3 separate regions of the Ovis aries genome follow, and all the other regions are linked to region 1. The links are chromatin contacts, called in public Hi-C maps. All regions are on one chromosome and are shown on one strand. Each heading gives the region's core, a stretch centred on a gene start, on an enhancer-like site or on the middle of the called end of the contact. The rest is flanking DNA. Distances are from core to core; before and after follow the strand shown.

What was found. A called contact is a pair of places that touch in the nucleus more often than the background predicts.
Region 2: a Hi-C map of mixed tissues shows a contact between it and region 1, with 2.5 times the contacts expected there. The contact joins two enhancer-like sites. A contact is called at or near these places in 10 of 16 Hi-C or Micro-C datasets (blood, hypothalamus, liver and 5 more).
Region 3: a contact with region 1 is called in a Hi-C map of hypothalamus, with 4 times the contacts expected there. The contact joins the promoter of CCDC110 here to the enhancer-like site in region 1. A contact is called at or near these places in 7 of 16 Hi-C or Micro-C datasets (hypothalamus, liver, mixed tissues and 3 more).

The regions. Positions count from the first base shown.
Region 1 is chr26:15,330,798-15,333,497 of ARS-UI_Ramb_v3.0, reverse strand. No RefSeq gene overlaps it. Among named protein-coding and RNA genes, the nearest start is that of TLR3, 30 kb to the left of the region's middle. Within about 2 kb of position 1,352, at least 16 of the 54 cell types and tissues checked have an H3K27ac peak or open chromatin away from gene starts, as enhancers often do. A contact at or near this core is called in hypothalamus and liver, where this site is marked.
Region 2 is chr26:15,046,124-15,048,823 of ARS-UI_Ramb_v3.0, reverse strand. All of the region lies in intron 9 of SORBS2 (sorbin and SH3 domain containing 2), which reads left to right. The region is part of intron 1 of LOC121818050 (a long non-coding RNA gene); the gene reads right to left. Among named protein-coding and RNA genes, the nearest start is that of TRNAG-ACC, 79 kb to the right of the region's middle. Within about 2 kb of position 1,358, at least 7 of the 54 cell types and tissues checked have an H3K27ac peak or open chromatin away from gene starts, as enhancers often do.
Region 3 is chr26:14,893,060-14,895,957 of ARS-UI_Ramb_v3.0, reverse strand. CCDC110 (coiled-coil domain containing 110) reads left to right here and starts at 1,313. Exons shown (of 7, transcript XM_060407060.1): 1 at 1,313-1,397; 2 at 1,728-1,832. The coding sequence starts at 1,388.

The DNA of each region.
Region 1 (2,700 bases), core at 103-2,602:
CCCAGCAGATGAGAGTGTGTCCTCTTGTTTTGCTTCTGAATCTGAGATTTTACTGAGGATATTTTTCCAGTGAAGGCAAAAAAGATAAAAAAATAAAAAACAAATAACCATTACATTACATACTTTGAACCCAAGAGTCACCACCCAATTTTTAACCCTAATGTAGGGGAAAATTCATCAATCCAAGCTATTATTTATGATCATGCTCTTCTTTGTATTTTAATGACCTGGAAGTGATTTAAAACAAGCTCATCTGGTGGTGACACTTAGCAGGAAGCTACTGTTACCGACCTGGGGCAACTCTCTCTGCTGTCTATTTCCTTCCACACTGAGCGTATGTGTGCTTATGATAGTGGTGGCACTACACTGGGTAAACACCACTGGGGGCATTGCTCCTTTGTCGCCTTGTTGCCTACTTTAATAGTAATAAAAATATGGATTGAAAATGTACAGAAATGGGAAGAAATTGGTAGAGAAGATTGCTATGAGGATCTTTTAATTGACACACTTTCTTAATTTTCTTTGCATAAGCAGTGTTCACTAGATGGTGATCCTACGGAAATAACCAATTTTATTTTCATTTTGTCTTCTACCTGGCAAAGCCATTTAAAGCTATGGCCATGAATCTCACTTTGGACCTCAGCATCCTCATCTATAAAATGAGAAGTCAGATGACACAGTGAACAAGTTGTAACTCCTGAAACTTAAAGATATTTAAAAAAAAATTCCTCTGAAAATAAGGGATATACAATCCTTAAAGAAAATCCCTTTGGGTGAATCACAAAAGGGTAAGCATGTATATCTCTCAAAGTTTAAAATCATCAATTAAACATTTTCTTCCTGGCAAGACTTTTCATTAGTAGGTCTAGAAGGCAGAAAATTGCATAGAATATAAATTGTTTCCATTACTTGTGTGTGTGTGTATGTATGTGTGTGTATACATAAATTTTTCATTATTATGTTTTACCTGTAGGTAAAAATCCTAAAATACAGGGTTGAATTAGCAAATTGTTTTCAATGAAAATAGATAAACATTCATTTTCCTCAATAACAACATTCGGTCAGAGCTTTATACTTTTAAACTGTTTTCATATACTTTACTTGATCCTAATCATAATGCCATGGGGATGTACAGCAGACATTAGTGCCTCATTTGATGAAAAACTACATACATAATCGATAGAGACAGAGGCATCTTGGATTTGTCATTAGAAAAGCTGAATTATGAATAAAATGGACAATGACTCACTTCCCCAGAGGCTGCATCAGATCAGGCAGTCATTACCCAGACAAGTCAGACAAGACCAGGGTTATTTGGGCCTGAATTTTATCCTGTAAATTGTATCCATTGTTTCCTTCACTTTGGTGGCAGCAGATTGCTCTGGAAGTTACTGGCAGCATCAGGCAGCTAGAGAAAAACAAGTGCCTCGACAGCCAATTCTCACTGTGACCACTAGAGTGCAGTGTTGCTCTCTGCACATCTTAACCAGTCTCCACTCTGATGCGAAGAATTAACTCCTTGGAAAAGACCCTGATGCTGGGAAAGATTGAAGGCAGGAGGAGAAGGGGATGACAGAGGATGAGACGGTTGGATGGCATCACCGACTCAATGGACATGAGTTTGAGTAAACTCTGGAAGCTGGCAATGGACAGGGAGGCCTGGCGTGCTGCAGTCCATGAGGTCGCAAAGAGTCAGACAAGACTGAGCGAATGAACTGAACTCTAAGAGAAAAGACTGGAATCCTGCAATCGGTCTGTACCACTTACCACTACCTCACAGGGTGTACTGGCGCAGTCATTGTTAGGGACATGGCTTTGGATCCCCAGTTCTGGACAGTGTCTCATTTGCCAGCCCCAAGCACTAGAGATGATTGGCCTCTAAACCAGGTGGTGTGGTTTGGGTGGAAGGAAGGAGACAGTGTCTCTTTTCACTCGCCAGTTTCCATGTGGGGGCTCTAACTAAATCTTGAAAACCTTGAGTCCTCTTCCTAAGTGTTAAGCTATCAATGAGTAATTGTTACCATAGGCGCAAAGATTTTTAGCCTGATTCATTTCCTAGAGAGAACAGTGAATGTATTGCTCTGATCACGTTATTAGACATCAAAAAAAAAAAAAAATTACAAGGGGTAGGAGAGGAGGAGAGTTAAACAATTCTCTGCTCCTGTGATTAACTATGACATAAAAATACTATATAAAAACCACTACATAAAAAATATATTGCTGTACCTTAAGTATAACGTACTTTTCCTGATGCTTTAAATGCCTCTGTGGGTGTGTAGGGGGAGAGATGTTTCTCACAACTGCACTACAACTGAGTGTTTCTAGGAGGATATAAAAGTAGCCTGTAAAACTTTTTACTGTGGAAAGAAATGATCCTTAAATTTGCCTGGCTTCAGGGCCAGAATGGCTGGTGCCGGTTACAACGCTGACAGCAGATATTAACTACGGGTCTGCGAAATTTCTGCAACGAGATGAAGCCACGTGTGTGCGTGCTCCGTTCCTCAGTCGTGTCTGATGCTTTGTAACCCCATAGACGGTAACCCAGCAGGCTCCTCTGTCTATGGAATTCTCCAGGCAAGAATACTGGAACACCATATCTTATTTACAGGTTAAGTCTTCACTCGTATTTGGAGTTTCAAGGTCTCCTTCCTCTGAAATGAGTATCTGTGTCCCTCTGGTACTCACCTTCTAGCACCTTGT
Region 2 (2,700 bases), core at 109-2,608, 280 kb after region 1:
TAGATCACCCCTCAATTCCCAGACACCTGTGCTTCTTCTTCACCCCTGAGCTGCCAGAAAGCCTCTTAGAAGATGACCCTCGAAGAGTACCAGAGGTTCTGGCCTTATCCGTTCATCCTTCCCTGTTCACAGTATAAACAAGCCTGGCTATTGTCTGCTTAAACAGACTCAGGATTCCTCTGATCACACAGATCCACCCCGTGTCAAGAGAGTGGGCCATAGCTGGGTCTCACCAAGCTGATAAGAGATCTCTAAAGCACTTACCAAAGGAAATTCATGATCCAGAACAGGTGGAAAGAGGGGAAAGGGACTGACGTCCGTATGCTGTGAAGTGGGCAGCAGAGCAAAGCTGTTACAGCCCAGAGAAGTCAATTTGCTGAGGCCCAGCAAAACAAACCAAAATGTAATATTTGAAAATTTTTAAATGGTATTATGAACTAGGCAAACCATGTTAGCTTTCTAACAGATCTGTTGTTTCTGCCATCTCGATAGGATGTGGTGACCGAATCTGTATTACCATAATATTTATGTTTCGTTTTCTAGATGATGACACAGACATGTATAATACTCCTTATACATATAATGCAGGTAGGCTGGTTTCCTTGCTTGCCATGAATACACTGTGCCTTGCCATGCGTGGAAGAACTTCCCACTTTTTTTTTAACCACTCTGAGTGCACGATTTCAGTTTCTACAATTAGGAAGATGCTTTTGTGTGTGTGTGTGTCTCTTTCTTTTCTCAGCATGTGTAACAAAAAAAGGTGCATCTTTTCTCATGCAAATGAGAACGAATACTATTTTATCTGCTTCACCCCCACTGTTAGTTTATTCTCGGCTTCAGGAATGTTTAACCAAAATATGAAGGACAGCAGGGAAGAGCACACTGTAATGGGGGTACAAAGTAAGACAAAGGTCTCCTTTTATCAGTAAAGAATCATTACAATTGCGTTAAGATCTTTCGGAGTACACTTCACAGTAAAACAGTCAAGCAAAGTATTTTGTGACCCTGTCCATGCTTTTGCTCCAAATGCAACCATTCGCAGAAAGCTTTTCAAAAATCCCAGTTTGCCAGACCACTTTTCTGACTGAGAGTTGCCAGTGGTCATGATGGAACGGCTTCAGCCCCGGGCGTTTCCACTAGTGTTTCTGTGAGCTGGTATCTTGGGAACGGTTGCAGGCTAGAATGAGGGGCCCCTAAAAAATGTTTCTGATTACAGCTGTCTTCTAAATATCACATCAGGGGATCCTGCACAGGGCCTCCGGTCACTTGCCAGTTCCGGGCTCAGGACTACAGCACTGTGTCTGTACTCCCTTCTTAGAGCAGGCTTGGAGGCCTACGTCCCCTTTGGCAGCTGCGGCCTCCTGTCAGGGTCCCCTGGGTCAGCCTGGCCCCTGAACTAGATGAGGTTGCCCTCTCCGTGACACTTGAAGGCCAGCACTTTGGCCTTTTTAACTGTTGAGGATTTTGCTACTAGCGTCCAAGGACAAATAGAGAAAAAAAAAAAAAATACAAGCAGAACAAGCTCAACAAGCTTCAAGAATCTGGCTTTCAGCTCTCACTCCTCTCGATGATAGCAGGCGGCCACCTAAGAGTCCCTCAACTTTTATATTCTGGTCACAGGTCCTCCCAACTCCCCTCTTGGGTTTAGCCTGTTAAAATGCAAAACACAATTGAGAAAATTTCAAAGATCTTATTGACTTTATATGACAATTCATGAATCAGGTGGCATTCAATCCAGCAGACCGAAAGGACCTCCTAGGAGCTGAACTCAAGGAAAGAATTTAAATAGGCAGAGGGAAGCGGGAACAAGGAAATCATACCAAGGAGAAAAGCCAGCACGTTGCCTCAAGGTCACTCTCCTTGACGGGAGGGTAGAGGTCTGTCAAGCAGAGTGTTTAACTCATGCTGACCAGGCAGTTTCTGATGGACTGGTTTAAGATTCTGTTTCTAGGAGAGTCAAAACTATAACTAAGTTTAAGTCTCGGTTTCATGATGTGGGGCTTAGCATGAGTGACTCCATTTTGGGTCTGTTGTTTTCTTAAAAAGCACTACAGTTGAAGTCTAACTGTGGAACTGAGGCAAAACAAAGTGTAGAGACTGTATCTTATTTGTCATAGCCAATGTGCATGAGCTTCCAAGAGAAGGAGAGGGGTGAAATTAGTAATAGCTCAAAAGACTGAGGTGGCAGGAAATTCAGAATTTTTATAATTATTGTTCATACTGAGGTTTGTATCCATGCATAATTAACAAATCGAAGAGCAGTTACCTATCAACTCACAGAGCCCTCTAGAGAGCTTTACCATTTAATCAGTAGACAAAGCAACTCTAATCAGTCTCTTCCCCATTTACTAACCTTGCATGGTGCTGTTCTATGCATTGCACTTTGAGCCTCTTTTTTTCCTCTGCTATCTCCACAACCTCTTCCCCTACCCGCCCAAACGATCCTTCGGGGCTCACACTAGTGCCCTCGGTTTTTTATATCTTCTCCAACCTATCAACCATCTTCTAAAATCTTACTTCCCAATATAAGTTTCTGCATGTGGCCTTTATCATGTTACCAATTATTTTCAATCATAATTCTAATCATGTCTCTTTTCCAGAGATGTCCTATGAGCTTATTGAGGGTTTAAGTTTCCTTATGCCTTGCACAGCATGTAGATAACTTGCTCAATATTTTATATGATTGTAATTAACATGTCA
Region 3 (2,898 bases), core at 64-2,563, 440 kb after region 1:
AATGTAATGCTTTTTTGTCTACATTCTCCCTTCAAAATACTGAAGTTTATTCAGAAGAGCAATTTGACAGATACATTGATGAAAATGTTTGCAGCCCTTCAGAAAAAGTTAACTTTGTCACCATCAATCATCAGTGGAGAACCTAAGTTCTCAAAATTACAGTTTGCCAAAACTGTCTACAACACCACAAAAAAGATGGCCAAATCTTCCAGAGGCCATTTCTATAGGCTAGGAAACAAGAAATTTACAGCTAGTAAACAATGAAACTATGATAAAGAACTTAATTTCCATGAAATCGAGGCACATAATTATTACATAATAAATTATTCCATCATGACTTGAAATTCCTTACTGTGACTTAAAATCTGAACTTTCAATTATTTCATATTCCATCTATAATGGCTGTTATCACAAAATAATAACATATACTCATTTAATAGTTTCACTTAAAGAGCTCCATTTTCTGATGGGCAAGGGGATTGACTGTGGCCAGGGTCAACCCGTCTTTACTTGAACAAGCCCCTGCTTCCAAGGCAACATCCGTCTTTTACAAGTGGTTTACCCAGCCGCACAGGAAAGCAGCATGCTCTACAAACGAAGATTGGTGCCTCTGCGACCGCTCTAATGTGGACGTTTCAATACACTGCTATTGTAAGTTCATTACTGGAAATAGGGGTCTTCTTTTAACCGCAGCAAATAGATGTCCCTGTCTAGGATAGCTTGAATCTCAAGTCGCTGAAACTGACCTGACAGATGGGTTGAAACAAGAGGAACCGAAGACAATAAAACAATGAAATGGCAATCAGAGAGATCAGAGCAGGAGGGGAGTTCTTAGGTGTCTGTGTCTCTCCAAACACTCCGCTCTGTCCACACAACTTCGGCTCAACAGGTGCTGCGTTAAGTCAGAGTCTGATCAATTTCTGAATGAGCCGGGGAGACGCGGGGGGGCAGGGAGGGGGGCACCCTAATGAGTTTGTCACTGGATTTGGGGGGCACAGCAAAGGTTGGTGGAGAAGGAAATGGCAAACCACTCCAGTATTCTTGCCTCGAGTATCCCCTAGACAGAGGAGCCTGGTGGGCTGCCGTCTATGGAGTCGCAGAGTCGGACACGACTGAAGCGACTTAGCAGCAGCAGCGAAGGTGGGACGTTCCCAACACGCGACCGTTGCAGGCGCCGCTCGGGCGGGGCGGGCGTTTGGGACCCGGGACCCCAGACCCCAGCGCGCATCTTTCTCCTTCCCACCTCCACCGCTGCGCGCGCCCCCACTGCCCCTCGCGCGGTCCCCTCCACCCCGTTGCCAAGCAACGAGATGCCTGGGCTAGCAGCAACCGAGCAGAATGCCTGGGAGGAGGGAAGGCAGTTGGGAAGAGGCCTTGAGTAGCAGAAATGAGCCCGGGTAAGAGCCAGGCTGGGGTGGAACTGGCCTTTGAGGGGGCGCCCTGGGAGGTGGACGGGTACTGGAGAGCGCCGCCTCCCCGACCCCGGCCCCTTTACTCCCAGAGCGAGTCCGGTCTGGGGTGCGGATCTGCAGGACCAGCCGCGCACCTCCGCCGGCCAGGAGGAAGGCATCCCGGCGCCCGCCCAGCCTCCGGCCCAGCGCGCCCTCCGGTGGCCGCTCAGCGCGCCCGCGCCCGCATCCCCAGGCCTCGTCACCCTCCTCCCCAGGCCTCGTTTCCCTCTTCCCGGCAAAGCCAAAAGGCTGAAGCCCAGTGCTGTTTTATTACAGAAAAGCGTCCTGAGGAAGAGGATGAGGTTGACTGCGTCCTCCTTTCAGCATCCAAGATCCTAAATTCTTCTGAGGGAGTAAAGGAAAATGGTAGCAGTGAAACAGGTAAAAAAAAAAAAAAAAAAAAAACGGCCAAGCTCGGCCCGCAGTGATGCTTCTGCCTTTTTACTGTAGCAAAACTACAATAAATGACGTAGCAACCAGTACGCCGCCTAAATCCCCTGGCCCAGCTGATGCACTTCCGGTAACTGTTCGGCTGGTACTAAGAGTAACTAACACAGAACATTTCCTTTGGGCCACGTGCGGTCCTGAGCACTTAAATGGATCAACTTAATCTTCACAACAACCTTATGAAGTAGGTACGACTGTTATATTACAGGTGAGGAAACTGAGGCACAGAGAGGTTAACTAACTCCCCAAGGTCACACAGCAAGTGATAGAGCCAGCATTCAGCAGGGTAGCTGCAAATGTCCAGGCCTTAACACACCTGCTACACTATACTGCTTCTCTGAATATCAAATAAGAAATTGCTGATTTGTCTGGACAATCACTAAAAAGATAGCAATTCTTTCCAAAAGAACTGCTTTTATAGTAAATATCTGTGGACTACTGGAAGGGTGTATACACTATAGGGAGGGTGTTTGAAATAATTAAAGAGCCGCAGTTTTCAAGCTCCATATAAACCATGAATAAGATGTGCGGGGGTGGGGGAGCATCTAAGCACTCTGAAGTTGGAGTCTGGCTTCCTCCAGAGAGGCTGCAGGAGGCTCCAGGGCTCTCAGAGGGGCCTGGTGTTCATGAGAGATGTCAGGAGAGGTGCAGAGTGCTGGGGGCGGGAGGCTGTCTCTAAACTAATGGGCCACGTTCAGATCTACAGCTGTCCCTAAGCCACACAGGACACGTGGGCCATCTCCACGCAGAGGGGCTGGGAGAAGTAACCGGAGATCTGAGGTCAGGACAGGTTTGTCCACCTTCAGAAACCAGGGACCTTCACAAAGGCTTTGTTAAGGGCTCTGAAAACAGGGCTGGCACAGCCACACCCCTGCAGACAAAGACAGCGGGTTGCCCGTGACCACCAGGATAAGCCATACCTCAGTGGCCCCCATGGGGACAGTGGGCTGACCTGCCCCTTCTCTGCTCTTCTAAGCACAACCCATCTTCTGGGGGGAGG